Linked DNA regions of Canis lupus: region 1 is linked to region 2. A link is a contact called in public Hi-C data. All regions are on one chromosome and are shown on one strand. Each heading gives the region's core, a stretch centred on a gene start, on an enhancer-like site or on the middle of the called end of the contact. The rest is flanking DNA. Distances are from core to core; before and after follow the strand shown.

Region 1 (4,737 bases), core at 265-2,764, 220 kb before region 2:
ATTCAACGGTCAAACTAAAGTCTATCTTTACCAGATTCATGCATGGCATCTTAGGGTTGAAAACGATTCTTAAAAGGTCATCCCGGATAACTAACCGTTTGACGGTTGAATTCCCCTCTATCACATCTCCATTAAGTTGCTGTCAAATCCACTTAAACGCTGCGAGCGCCTGGGGAACTCAACTCCTTACCTTCCGAGGTAGGCTAACTTAACTGGGATACATTCTGCTATGGAGCACGCCCTTCACAGAAATTTGGCTGCGGGGGGGGGGTGGCGGGGGGCACTTGGCTGGCTCAGTGGTTGAGCATCCGCCTTTGGCTCAGCTCTTGATCCCGGAGTCCGGGGATCGAGTCCCGCATCGGGTTCCGTGCATGGAGCCTGCTTCTCCCTCTGCCTGCCTCTCTCTCTCTCTCTCTCTCTCTCTCTCTTTCATATAAATTAATTAATTAAAATCTTTTAAAAAGAAAAAAAAAGAAATTTGTGGGGAGCTTGTACCCACCGATCCTAGCTCTATCCCACTGAACGTTACAAAAGCAAGTCTAAACCCTCCAGCGTAAGGCAGACGTTCAAACGATTGATGGATATCACTACCCTGAAAGTCCTGCCCGGCTCCACACCCATGATACCGGTTGGCCATTCGTTCCTACGACATGGCTTCTGGCTCCTTTTCTGAACGTGGGCTCCAACCCGTCTCCGAGAACTGAAAGCGCTCACAGGGAATATTGTGACACTTTTGTACATCTCCCTTGTTAGAAGATACCCCGTTTCTTATCTATGCGAGGGTCCGAGCGCTCGGGAAAGGCAAACAGGCCACGGGGCCGCCAGCTCGGGGCCTGCTGGAGTCCAGCAAGCCTTCGCTTTGCGGTGAAGCGTCTGGATCAGAAGCACACAGGCAAACTGGCCTCTCTCCTCCCCAGGCGCTGGGGAACCCGCGGAAGCCCCACCAAGCGGCGCACCTGCTCCGGGAAGAATCGCGCAGCAGAATGTGAGGCACCCAACCCAGGCCTGGAACCGAATGATTTTCGGATGTGTCGCTGGGCCGAGGGAGAGGGTTCCGTTGGGAAGACGCGGGCGCAGCGACAGCAATACCTCCTACAAACCAGCTCGAAACCTGGCCGACCCGGGCAAAGGCCTGAGACGTGGGAGCTGGTGTGGGGTCCCCACCTTCCCGCCCGCCGCTGGTGAGAGAGAAGCCAGAAAGAACTGTCGGCTCGGGATCCGGCTTTTTTACCTTCGCATTTCTGCTCCACAAAGTCCAAGATGGGGATGGACCAGTCCGGGCCTCGCAGGAACCCAGCGATGCTCTCCACCACCCATTCCACCTCATCCTCTTCCGCAGCCATCCCGCTCCGCGGGGCGCCGCGCAGCCCTAGGCCCGACCCCCGGAGCCTGCCCCAGGCCCTTCGGCCGCAGGGGGCCGAGACAGAACGGGCGGAGAAGGAGTGGACCCCGCGGTCGCCCTGCTACCTGGACCGAACCCACAAGCCAGTTAACGTAAAATGGTCGCTATGGCAACAGGCGCAGCCGCCCGACAGCTTCCCGGAAGTGAGCGGGCGGCCTCAGAGAGGGGGGAGCTTTTGAAGAACGTTTCCGATTGGCTGGAACGGGACAGTGTCGGATCAAAAGATAGCCTTCCGCCCATTGGTCCGGAGTTGCTAGGGCTGAGAGGGAAAGTGCAGCCATTGGCTGGAGGCCTTAGCGGGACTGGACTGTGTCTCTGCGGAGGAGCGCGTGGGAGCCGAGGCCGAGACCCCGCGGCCCTAACCCCGTGAGCGCGTTAGAGGCCTCGGTTCAGCGTGTGTCCCCAGCACCTTGAAGATGCCAACCACTTGCAAACCCGCTGTCCTGGAAACCTTCGTAACGAAGGGGTTGTTCGAAAATACAAAGGCCGAGCAATGGAGTTCTGGAAGACTTGATGATGGGCCCTCTCTTTGCATCTCCCAGCTCTGGGTGGGTCTTTTTCACCTTTCTTGCGTAGATGGAAAAAAAAAAAACTAGAGTTAGGAGATATTCGAGGGCAAAAATCGGACTTTATATTCACCCAAATAGATGTTTACATAACCAAATCTTACGTCTGATGACACCCAACTCGAATTTTTAAATTAAGGGTCCCCTGTGGAATGGGTCATGAGAGGTCATTGCCAAGGTGCTGGGTGCACCCAAGCCTCTCCAAACAGCCTTATATGGTGTTACAGTTGTTTTCAGGATCTAATTGAGTGTATTGATCGATTTCATGAATCAGGCAGCAACCCATATGGCAAGCAGAGGAGAGCTCCTAGGGAAAGGTTTTTAAAGGTTTTTTTTTGTTTGTTTTTTTTTTTTTTTAAGGTTTTAAAGGTTTTTAAAGGAGTGGGAAAAGAAGTTATCAGCAAAGAATCCATTGCTTCTAAGGGGGACGGAAAGAGTGTATCAGTAAGTGTCCTAAAGCTAGCCAAGAAATTCCCATGTTGACTGATGAGAGGTCACATTGCTGGGGAGCCGAAATGACACGTTAGTTTTAAGTCTTGGTTTACTGGTTCTGGGCCTTAACCTAAGTGACACCATTTCGAGCCTGTGGTTTTCTTTTTAGCAATATATTTATATAAGTGAGATCATATTATATGAATAGTCACAGAACTTTTTTTCACTCTGAAGTCACTTTTCATGTGAAAATATAGAACTGCTTTCTTTGCAGCTGCATAGTATTCTATAAACTACCACTTAGTCTATTTTTACTTTGTGCGTGTGTATAAACATACAATATCTTAGTGGGTCCAGAAATGTGATCATTACTGTGCAGTGTTTTTCTCCTTCCCTGATGTGGGTGTACTCTACCATTTTTTTCTTTACAAACTGCTGAAATAAACATCTTTGTGTCACTAAGAAGTGAAGTGTTGGTTTTATTGACTATTTTGGGGGTAGATTCCAGCAGATTTGCTAAGTGAAAGTATATATGTCTGGATTTATTCGACTAATCTTCAACTGCTAGATTAAATTACTTCAATTTTTAAAACTCATAAGCGGTTCTGTGATGAACATATGTCACATATTTTTGAACCCAAGTCTCATTATTTCCTTTGAACAAATTCCCAAACGGAAAATTACTGAACTTATTTTTAAAATCTTTTTGAAAAATGTCTTTGTCAATGTACTAGGTTAAAAATAGAACATAGGGGGATCCCTGGGTAGCACAGCGGTTTAGCACCTGCCTTTGGCCCAGGGCATGATCCTAAGGACCCTGGATCAAGTCCCACATCGGGCTCCCTGCATGGAGCCTGCTTCTCCCTCTGCCTGTGTCTCAGCCTCTTTCTCTCTCTGTCTCTCTTATGAATAAATAAATAAAATCTTTATAAAAAATAAAAATTTGAAACTGAGCATTATTTGACATTGATTCCCCTTTGTGTTTGTTCCTGGGTTACCTTTCCCTATCCTTCAACCATTTCTTATTGGAATGTTCTTTTTTATTATTGATTTATAAGTGCTTTTTACATTATTATAAGAATTTTCACCCTTGGACACACATTGCAGTGACATGTTTGTTATTTGTCTTTTAGTTTAGTACATTGTGCATTTTGCTATGTGGACATTTTGTGTTTTCCATGTAGACTTTAAATGGGAGATTGTAAGTTAATTATTTTCGTTAGTGGATAGCTATGCTCCAAACACCACTTGCTGGAAATGGGTGTGATAAAGTGTTGTGGTTTTTTAATTACTAAGTAGAGGGAAAAGAAAAGGATATCATCATTCTTAGGCTAAACTACTGTGACACCAGAGGTGGATTTCTATAGTTTATTTTTCTGTTTTTCTGTTTTTTAAACCAGCTTAAAATAGAATTCCCACTGTTGCCCTGCCAGTTTCCTCTTTTCATAAAGAAGTTGCTTGTATGGTTTCTAATGAGCTTAGAGGCCGCAGAGTGCTCTTCAGCTGCCCTTGGCATTTCTTGGCATCAGAGTCTTCATCTTGATTCTTCCAAATGCTTTCCCATTTCTCAAGAAGCAAGCAATAACTGGGATGCACAAGCTCTCCTTTTGTTTATTTTCTCAGCATTATTCCTGAATGTGGGCAGTGTGGATTTCCTGAGCTCTTGAATTTTTCTCATTTATTTCAAAACATTATTTCAACTTTCACCTCTAAACATAAGGCTTTTCTGTTTATTCACTACTTGTGATTCTTATAACCAACATGCTTCTACAGTTTTGTTTTGTTTTTTAATTTTTTTTATTTTATTTATTTATGATAGGCACACAGTGAGAGAGAGAGAGAGGCAGAGACACAGGCAGAGAGGGAGAAGCAGTCTCCATGCACCGGGAGCCCGACGTGGGACTCGATCCCGGGTCTCCAGGATCACGCCCTGGGCCAAAGGCAGGTGCTAAACCGCTGCGCAACCCAGGGATCCCTGCTTCTACAGTTTTAACAAAACATATTCAACATCTTCACCATTAAATAACACAAACTCAAAAGAACAGGGCACATACTCAGGGCAACACATGTGGGTGCACTAGTGTAAGAGTATGAAAACAATGTGGATGTGTGTTGTGCATTTTGTCATAGGTCACTTTGTTCAGTCAGGTAGTGTTTCCTGTTTCACAGTAGTACAAAACATAATTATCTCTTGAAAAATCACAACTTCTTATTTTTCCAGTTTTATTACTTTTTACCTACTGCATATAAATAGACTTTCATATTGAAGGTATGTGTTGTAACAAAAGAGACCATAGATAACACATATATGCATGAAAACATATATATATACACATT
Region 2 (4,238 bases), core at 1,329-3,828:
ACTAGTCTGGAGGGAGGAGGAACGAGTCAAGGAAGGCCTCTCTGAGGAAGTGAAGCACACTGAGATCTGAAAGATGAGTAGGATATTATGAGGGCAGAGAGAGGAGAGAAGAGTGAACCAGGCAGAAAGGAAATAGTGTGACACTGTGTGCAAGGGTGGAAGGAAGCAAATCAAGGAAGAGACTTTGAAAGACAGTCAATGTGGTTGGCATTCAACAAGCAAGGGGAGTGGGGTCATGGCTCCAGTTCCTACACACTAGAGCTGGGAACTAAAATTCTCACCTGTTAAAAATACATTTCTTAAAATGGAACTGTGAGTATTGTAAAAAAATTTCTTTGTATTTTCTATCTTCTGAAAATTTCTATGTATTTTTATAATGGAGGAGGGAATTGCTAAGCTATTAAAAATAAAGAAATGCAAACCATGTCTCCATAAATAAGACAGATTGTATGAGGGTATTTTCAACAAAGACTTCAAAAGAGAAGAAAGCTAAAATGTAAAAAAATTAATAAGTGGGCAGACTGAATTTAATAACCTTCAAATTAAAATATGAAATGGGAGAAAACATTCAGTTTTCTTCCCTGGAAAAATATTGGTTTCATACAATGTGAACAAAATGCATGGAGTAGATGACAGTTGGCTAAGCATCGACGTAGCATATCACCTTTTTGTTCACTTTAAATACTCATTTATAATTGGAAGGTTCTAAGGAAGCTTTGTTTTAAAATTTATAGGACTTTTAGTTCTGTTAAGAAAAATTATCCAAAACCTGGAAATAAACAAAGGGATTTGTTTGCCCTGCTGGGGTCCTGCTGGGTTTTCTTTCACATGCACTCTCGGGGAATCTCTGATTCTCTAGGAATGTTTACTTTTTTTTACTTCATATTTACTATTTTTTAGCATCCAGGTATTATACAACTCTATGAGGGTAGATCTTAATGTATACAAAACTGATAGTAATATAAATGAATTTAGTCTCATAGAGGTGCAAATGATTTTTGTCCTTATAGAAAAGGTAACCCCAAAAGTTACAGCTTTGTTGTGCTAGAGAATATTAACCGATTTTGTATCTATATTAGCAATCTTGTTCAAGCATTCATTCTTTCAGCCACTGTAAATACCTGGCGCTCCCCAATTCTCCTTGGATGAGGCTTACCATCTTGTTGGGTCCCTTGTTAATGAGGAGAATACATCTTCAGACACATGATCACTTTATATTTATTTAATATTTTTAAGCTCTTTAAAAATAACACTCTAAGAGTTTAACCTTCTTAATTTGGCAATGACAATATTGATCTACCAGAAAGGTTAAGTATCTTATTCAAAGTCTTCATATAAAAAAAAAAAAAGAAAAAAAACAAAAGCCAAACAAACAAACCAAAACAAAAAGACCCAAAGTCTTCATACTAATTGGGGAAAGAGAACAAGAATGTAGGAGTAAGAAACGTAGGTTGGGAAGAGAGTGCAAACATACCAAGATAAGCAAGATCTAATGTATGACAATGTGGTTCTAGTATATAATCCTCTGTTGTGTAACTGAAATCTGCTAAGAGTGGAACTTAAATGTTCCCGACAACAACAAAAATAAATACATAAGTAAATTTGTGAGGTGATGGATGTGTCAATTCAATGCAAGGGGGATACTTTCACAACATGTATGTATAGCAGATCATCACACTGTACACTTTATTTTTAAAATTCATTTATTTATATTAGAGAGAACATGAGTGCACATGACAGTGGGGTGGGGGGCAGAGGGCGGGCATCTCCAGCAGACTCCTTGCTGAGGGCGGACCGTGAGGTGGGACTCGGTCTCATGATCCTGAGATCCTGACCCGAGCCAAAAGGAAGGATCCCACCAGCTTAACCAGGTGGCTCACACCCAGGTGCCCCGACATTGTTTTGATGTTCACCAAAATACTAAAAGGGGTTATCTCTGAATAGGTGGGATTTAGGATTTCATTCGCTTCCTTTTTTTTTTTTTTTTTTTTTTATAAATAGGCTTTACATTTTGGGATAAATTTAGATCCTAGAAAAGCCGCAGAGAACAGAGACTTGCCAAGCGCCCTGCACCGCGCCGGGTCTAATGTTTACACCCGAGCAAGCTGAAGCAGCTCACACAGGGGATTACAGCTAAGCCTCCCGCACGCTGGACTCGGATCGGTTTTTCCGCTAATGTGCGTTTCTGTTCCAGGATTGCAACCAGCATTCCACGTCGCATACGGTGATCGTGTCTCCTTGGTCCCTTCTGATCTGTCACGGTCTTTTCTCGTTTCCCATGACCTTGACAGTGATGAAGGGTTCCGCTCAGGTAATTTGGAAAACATCCCCCCCTCCTTGTTGAGCACGCGTCTTTGAAAAGCCTAGCAATCACCTCCATCACATTTCAGCATCAGGGCGGCTCCAGCCCCCCGCCCCCCAGCCCGCCCCGGCGGCAGTAAGTGACCTCCCAGGAAGGGGAGGGTTGCAGAGGCGCCCCCGACCCGCGGCGGACCCCGCGGACGCAGCTGCAACGCGCACCCACCGCCTCCCGGCCCCCCCCCCCCCCCCCCCAGTTCTGGCCGCCGCAGCTCCTTGGGACTCCGCCGTCCGAATTCCGGGGAGGACCGCTTCCGGCGGCACCGGAAGTCCGAGGGGGACCGTTTCGGGGACGGACTGACGGGCAGCATCCCGGCGCCGCAAGGTGATCCCCGCTTTGCTCCTGAATCCCGACGCTCAGCGCCTGACGCGGCCGCCAGGTGAGTGCGGTCCGTGTGCCGGGTCGGCCCCGGGAGGGCGTCTTTTGTTTGGCCTGGAGGGGCAGCGGCACCGCCTGTACACAGCGAGCCCCCGGAAGCCTGTCGGCGGTGCGTGTGATACCCGCGAGCCCCGCGCAGGCGCGGCGGGCGCCGTGTTCGCCTCGCGGCCCCTTGGGATCCAGGTTCGAGGCCAAGCCACACCAGTCTTTTTTTTCTATCCTGACTCCCTTTTACCTTCCAGGTAAATTCCAAGGCTGACCGCGCCCACCGACGCCGCCGAGTGTTGCCCGCATCTCTGTTCAGAGTCCGTGATAAGGAAATCCTGGCTGCGAAAGACCCGGGGGTCAGACAGCTTGGCCTCCAGACCTGTCATTAGCTGGTGGTGTGACATCGGAGAAACCGGGTTCCTTTTCTGTAAAATGAGGAGCTTGGAATAAGTAACAAGTAAGGGTCCTTCCCGTTCTCACACCTGGATTTATTGCCCTTAATGTTATTTTGCTGATTCCTTCCTGTTACCTGTCTGTACGTTGGTTAATCTCCTCGCATTCCATTAACCCGTGCCCTTGTTGAATCTGGTTTTAGATGCATTAAGACATTTTTTTTTTTCCTAAAGGAATCCCTTTCCTTGTTAGGCCGAGGACAGGTACCTAAATAAGATTTTTTTAAAAAAAAATTTTAAGATTTTATTTATTCATGAGAGACAGAGAGAGAGAGAGAGAGAGAGAGAGGCAGAGACACAGGCAGAGGGAGAAGCAGGCTCCATGCAGGGAGCCTGACGTGGGACTCGATCCCAGGTCTCCAGGATCATGCCCTGGGCGGAAGGCAGGCGCTAAACCGCTGAGCCACCCGGGCTGCCCTAAATAAGATTTTTAAAATGTGGGATCCCTGTGTGGCGCAGCGGTTTGGCGCCTGCCTTTGGCCCAGGGCGCGATCCTGGAGACCCGGGATCGAATCCCACGTCGGGCTCCCGGTGCATGGAGCCTGCTTCTCCCTCTGCCTGTGTCTCTGCCTCTCTCTCTCTCTCTCTGTGACTATCATAAATAAATAAAAATTAAAAAAAAATTTTTTTAAATGTGCCATTCTTCAGGTGTTTCATGTGCCTGAGAATCATGAAATCGGAACTTTTTAAAGACAGTAAACTCTGAAGGAAGGGACTCTGGCTTATTAAACTCTGAATCAACATATTCTCAAATGTTATGTCTGGAAGGTGGTATTCAGGAAGTGTTTGCTGAGACGGAAACGGGCACATCTACATTATTTTAGTCGCTCCTTTCCTTAGAAGCTAAGAAAGCAAATCTGTAGAAATGGCAGTCCTGAGAGCAGAAGGAAGACTCAAGGAGAAAAATGACTATACTCTTTTGAGTTCTGGACGATACTATTGAGTTCTGTTGCAGTTTCCTTTCAGGTAACTTTTCTTTCATTCCGAGAACAATATTCAAAAGGCATTATTCAATAGATACTTATTAGATGCCTTCTTCCCACTCTAAAGCATCTTTTTGG

The links. Hi-C and Micro-C count contacts between places; a contact is called where the count stands out from the background.
Region 1: a Hi-C map of blood shows a contact between it and region 2, with 4 times the contacts expected there. The contact joins the promoter of CFAP36 here to the promoter of MTIF2 in region 2. A contact is called at or near these places in 2 of 9 Hi-C or Micro-C datasets (both in blood).

The regions. Positions count from the first base shown.
Region 1 is chr10:57,646,532-57,651,268 of UU_Cfam_GSD_1.0, reverse strand. CFAP36 (cilia- and flagella-associated protein 36) reads right to left here and starts at 1,514. Exons shown (of 10, transcript XM_038551302.1): 1 at 1,232-1,514. The coding sequence starts at 1,343.
Region 2 is chr10:57,431,134-57,435,371 of UU_Cfam_GSD_1.0, reverse strand. It overlaps MTIF2 (translation initiation factor IF-2, mitochondrial), which reads left to right and starts at 2,578. Exons shown (of 15, transcript XM_038551280.1): 1 at 2,578-2,738; 2 at 2,980-3,182.